Linked DNA regions of Sus scrofa: region 2 is linked to region 1. Evidence: chromatin contacts called from public Hi-C data. All regions are on one chromosome and are shown on one strand. Each heading gives the region's core, a stretch centred on a gene start, on an enhancer-like site or on the middle of the called end of the contact. The rest is flanking DNA. Distances are from core to core; before and after follow the strand shown. Region 1 has its middle 33 kb from the start of TMEM72. Region 2 holds the start of CXCL12 (C-X-C motif chemokine ligand 12).

What was found. A called contact is a pair of places that touch in the nucleus more often than the background predicts.
Region 2: a contact with region 1 is called in a Hi-C map of retroperitoneal adipose tissue, with 2.4 times the contacts expected there. The contact joins the promoter of CXCL12 here to the enhancer-like site in region 1. A contact is called at or near these places in 12 of 47 Hi-C or Micro-C datasets (alveolar macrophages, embryonic fibroblasts, fetal heart ventricle and 6 more) and 1 of 2 datasets of contacts at active chromatin or transcription factors (skeletal muscle).

The regions. Positions count from the first base shown.
Region 1 is chr14:91,201,625-91,204,324 of Sscrofa11.1, reverse strand. No RefSeq gene overlaps it. Among named protein-coding and RNA genes, the nearest start is that of TMEM72, 33 kb to the right of the region's middle. Within about 2 kb of position 1,289, at least 13 of the 83 cell types and tissues checked have an H3K27ac peak or open chromatin away from gene starts, as enhancers often do. A contact at or near this core is called in retroperitoneal adipose tissue, where this site is marked.
Region 2 is chr14:91,515,026-91,517,725 of Sscrofa11.1, reverse strand. CXCL12 (C-X-C motif chemokine ligand 12) reads right to left here and starts at 1,274. Exons shown (of 4, transcript NM_001009580.1): 1 at 1,164-1,274. The coding sequence starts at 1,224.

The DNA.
Region 1 (2,700 bases), core at 40-2,539:
TTCCATCTACAATGGTTGGCTTCTTAAAACAATCCTGTGAATCCAGCAGACCAAGACTGTGCTATCATTGCTTTACATATAAAGACACTGAGGCTCGGAGTTCCCGTCGTGGCTCAGTGGTTAACAAATCCGACTAGAAACCATGAGGTTTCAGGTTCGATCCCTGGCCTTGTTCAGTGGGTTAAGGATCCGGCATTGCTGTGAGCTGTGGTGTAGGTTGCAGATGCAGCTCAGATCCCGTGTTGCTGTGGCTCTGGCGTAGGCTGGTGGCTACAGCTCCGATTCAACCCCTGGCCTGGGAACCTCCATATGCCGCAGGAGTGGCCCAAGAAATGGTAAAAAGACAAAAAATAAAAAAAAAAATAAAGACACTGAGGCTCAAGCAGTGCATGCAAATAATTTGCAGGGCAGCAGAGTAGGGGTGGGGAGGAGCTGAGACAGGCTGGCAGCTCCCCAGGCGGGTGCCATCCCCACTCTACCACATTGCTTTCTAGGGACATCATTAACTGTGCATTAGAGGTTATGGGTAGATCGTGGGGATTCTTCATGAGGTTTTTATAAAGTTACCATGGCTCCATTTGGCTTATAAACATCCTGGAAACAATGGAGAGAGCCAAATGAGCTAGGGGGTAGAGATAATTGCACTGAGCTCACACCATGGTCTGCCGGGAGATGGCTGCAAACCCACTTCCCACAGGGGTTGACCAGCCAGCTAATAGACACTGAATGCAGCATGCATGCTATTAAGGTTTCTAGTGACTTCTGCTCCCTTTGTCCCTCTAGGGTCTGTATTTATGCCTGGAGAAAAGGCAGTGACATGAAAGAGCCCACTCCCAGATGTCAGAAAGTCTTTCTCTGCACTCAGCAGATGGCTTATTTAAGTTCCAGAACTTTCAACAAGAGGAACCAAGTGATATCAGTTCCTTAAACTGTCTACATAAAGCATGAGTTTATGGCACTTAACCATTTTATATATATCATCAAGGTCTAGAAAAACAATTTTTTTTTTTTTTAATAAGCACAGTAACTGTCCCACCTTGTCATCACCGTGAATGTGGAGAGGGGAGAGCCAGACAACTACTGGTCGACCAAGCCCACTTGAAGCTGTAACCAGACCCTAGCCTGAGAAATTCTGTAAACATGTTTTTAAGCTCCATCGCACTTTGTATAAGTTACGCTGGAGAGTGAAAGGAAACCCATGTTTTCCACAGCTCGTGTCGTCTCTGGTGGGCCTGGCGCAGCTGCCTCTCAGCTCAGCCCCTCTTGCCCAAGGGCTCTGTCACCTACTGCCCTTGTCGGAGTGGTTCTGGGGCTGCGTCTCAAGCCACCATCCAAGAAGCAGAGTGGTGGGGCACCAGAGATTAAAACTGAGAAAGCACCAGGAGTGGGCACAAAAGCAGGAACAGGACAGGAGCCAAGAACAAGACCAGGGGAAAGAGCCACTGTGTTTCCGCAATAATACTGGACCTCTGCTGCCCCCTAGCAGACACTGACGGTAGCACACCCTCTGCTGCAGGAGCTGGAAGCCAAGAACTCCCTGAACAAAATGGGGCTCCTCTCAGACTCCGCCACTTTCTAGGGGATGGCCTTGGGAAGTTATTTAAAACAGCCCTGCAGAAGTTTCCTCATCTATCAAGTGGGGGTATATAGTCCTTACCTGTAAGATTAAGAGGCTTAAAATCCCAAGGTGGGGTAACTATAATGGAGCAGGACCCTCTGGGGCCTTCCCAGGACAGACCCTTTCCCCCACATCCTCTGCTCTAGCTCCTCTCTGAAGGACCTATGCTAGTACTTGATGCACCTTTCCTGAGTGGTTCTAGAGGTGCTAAATCCCCCGACAAATAGAAGAAATTGACTACTTGATGACCATGAGCACATAGCCCCCAGACCTACTGGAGCCTAAGGATTGATAGTGTCAACCCCTGTGACACTGCCCTGTCCCCTCAGTATCAACAATCAGAGAGTTGTGCACCAGCTCACCACATACCCTGGCCCTTCCCTCACCTTGCCTTTAAAAACGGTTTCCCGGAACCCATCAGGGAGTTCTGGTGTTTTGAGCACTAGCTGCCGTGGCCTCCGTGCTTGGTGCCCTGCAGTAAGTGCTGCACTTTCTTTCACAAGCTAGTGTCAGTAAATTGACTTTACTGCATGTGGGAGAAAGGGACCCAAGTTTGGTCCGTTAACAAGAGGGACCAGATATATACTCTACCTGAAAGAAGTGTGTGTGTGTTGGGTGGGGGGAGTCTGAGAGAATATCTGAAATAACAGTTTTAAGACACAGCACATAGACATGAAGGACGGGGATTCTTGAGAGCAGATGATCCCTATCATTTCCCACCTCCGGGCCCAGAGAGTTTCCAGGCCACAGCAGAGAGGGAACCCTGGACAGTTCACAGACTCCATGAGTTGAGGAGCCAAAGCTGAGAGCCCAGAGAAACCAAGGCAGATGCAGAGTGCCTGAGGGAAAAGGGAGCTGCACAGAGAGAGGACCCCAGAACACTGCAAAGTGTCCACAGAGTACTGGTCCGCACAGGTGTGTGAGGAACTTAGCAAGCCTGGGAAAGAGCCCCCTGACAACATCCCAGGGAAGCATCCCGGCATCCACACCGAAGCACAATAGTGTCTCTGCCCACCAGCCAGGCTGAGAATGTCACAAACCATGAGGCACCAGGTAAAGTCTTTCTTAAGGAGTTGGGGAAT
Region 2 (2,700 bases), core at 25-2,524, 310 kb before region 1:
CAGGAGCTCCAGCCCTAGACAGACCTTAGCTGCATGGAGCACTCAGTGTCCTTGAACCCTTTTGCAGGATTTGTTGGAAACATCCAGCCAAGAACACTCAGCATGGCCTACCCATGCTGACATGGTTTTGTTTTGTGTGTTCAGAGGCAACAGTTTATTTTGGTTTGCAGCAGTGGTATCCTGTAACAGGACAGTGAGATTTCTCTTAAGCCTCAAAAGGAAAAAAAAAGCTCTCTCCCTCTCGCTGTGAAACGGGACACCACCTTTCCCAGTGGCCTAAGGCCTTGGCGATGAAATTTTAGGGCAGCATTCACTCCGAGGTAGAGCACTTGCTTGGCTGGTGACAAAGGCGCCAGTTTGCAGGTGTGTTTGGGGGGTGGGTAGGCGCACGCATGACCCGGATGGTCCCCGGGCCCCTCCTGGCTGACCCCAGGAAGAGGCAGGGAAGGTAGTGCCTGGATATGCGCCCAGGTTCTCCGCGTCGCTACGGACCACGGAGCTGTACAGAAGCGCAGCCAGGCGGGTGGCGCAAACCCGACAGCTGCTCAGAACGCCCGCCCGCGAAGCCTCGTTTATGTGGGTGCGTGGAAAGGACGCCACGCAGCTGCACCCGATCGCATCGCCGCCACAAGCACGTCGCGATTGAAAAGCGCTCTCTCCAACACAAACCGCGGATCGCATCCCCAGTCCGGTGCATAGCGGGGCCTCTGAGCCCGTTGGATCTGGAAACCGAGCTGGGCGCGGGAAGCCACGAACTGGGAGGTGGGCGGTCAAGGGGAGGTGGGCCAAAACGCGAAGCTGGAGACTCTGCTCCCCAACTTCCCCCTCCAGCGCGGGCTCCAAACGCGCCCTGGGCGCACTGGCACCAAGTTATACTGCCAGACCTCGCTCTACAGCTTGCCGCAGATCTGGCGGCTGCTTCCAGATTCCGGGACCCGAGCCCGGCTGAAGGGCGCGAAGTTTCAGCGCCGAGGGTGCTACGACGCGGCTTTTGAACCCCGCATGCCGAGGGAGTGCGCCCCGAGAAGTGGGCCACCTCAACTTCCCCGATGCACAGCGGCGCGAATTAGGTTCGCGCGGGACTGCGCGGGTACAGACAGGGAAGCCGCGGCCCGGCATGGAGTCCCACGCCTGCCCACGCTTCGATCGCCGAGGCCACTCACCATCGCTGAGGCAGAGCGCGGTCAGCACGAGGGCCAGCACGGCGAGGACCTTGACACCCATGGCAGGAGTAGGCGGCGAGCGGACGGAGGCCTGACACACTGGGGACACTGCAGCGGAGAGTGAAAGTGCGGCCGCAGGAGGCGCGCGCCGGGCACTTTAGAGGCGAGAGAGGGGCGGGGCGGGGCGGGGCGCGCGGCGAGGGGCGGGTCTGGAGCAGAATCCTAGTTGTGGCCAGGGGCTCTGACCAGCGTCCCCTCCCACAGGGGCGCTCGCCCTGTCCTCTCCTTCCCCCCCTTCCTCCTGCCCAGAGATGCTCCAGAGACTGTGGTGCGCTCCAGCCTTTGACCTTCTTAGTTGTGCTGGGCCCTGTTCTGTAAGCCTGACCTGCTCCGAGGAAGCTGGCCACTCAGTGAGGCTGGGCTGCAGGGCTAGTTATTGTTCCCATTATGCAGATGGAGAGATTAAGTCCCATAGACAGGAACTGGAGGACAACCAAGGAAAAACAAACAGGTTGGTCCTAGGGCTGAGGGCCAGCTGAACCAGCGTCAACCTGAGGTAGCTAAAATTGTCCTATTTTGGAGGTATAGGACCTACCTATAAGTGATCATCCGCCTCCACTCGCTGCTCAGTGGCCAGAAAAGCTGGGACAAAGTGGCCAGACTGGTCTTTGCAATCAGAGCAACTCTGATTCTGAGCCAAAGCTATCACTTATTAGCTGAGCCTCAGTTTCCGCAATTGTAAAATTGAAGCTCTGAAATAGAATGCTGTGTAGTGGAAAGAAAACAAAGGCAGTTGCCCAGGAGCCTCTTAGTAATGGTGAATTGACTTAAATCTGTATCTTGCGGAGTTCCCATCGTGGCGCAGTGGTTAACAAATCCGACTAGGAACCATGAGGTTGCGGGTTCGGTCCCTGCCCTTGTTCAGTGGGTTAACGATCAGGCGTTGCCGTGAACTGTGGTGTAGGTTGCAGACGCGGCTCGGATCCCGCGTTGCTGTGGCTCTGGCGTAGGCCGGTGGCTACATCTCTGATTAGACCCCTAGCCTGGGAACCTCCATATGCTGCGAGATCGGCCCAAGAAACAGCAAAAAGACAAAAAAAAATCTGTATCTTGCTCTCAAATGTGAGGTGGGCTAAACCCCGTTCCCACCCCTCGGCATGGAACTAGAATTGACCTGAGACTCCCCTCCCAACCATCACGAAGTGCTCAACATCAAGTCAGATACATAGTAGGCAAAAAAATGCAATGCAGTATTTTTTTCATCTCCCCAGTGGATGCCCTGCAGGACCTAAAGTAATGAGAGCACTCCTCTCTCCCCCTCATGCCAGGGATGGTGCTCCTGGAGCTGGCTTTTCTGGTCCAGAGGACTACAGCCACAGGGTCATCCCTTGGCAGTGTCTAGTCCTCCTGGCAGCCGCCCCGCCCCAACCTGGACAGCTGAGGTGACCCAGCAGAGCACAGGATTGCAAGCAGAGCACAAGGATTGCACCTGGGAGTTCCAGACCTGAAAAGAGCGCCCTTTTGGGCTTCACTAGTG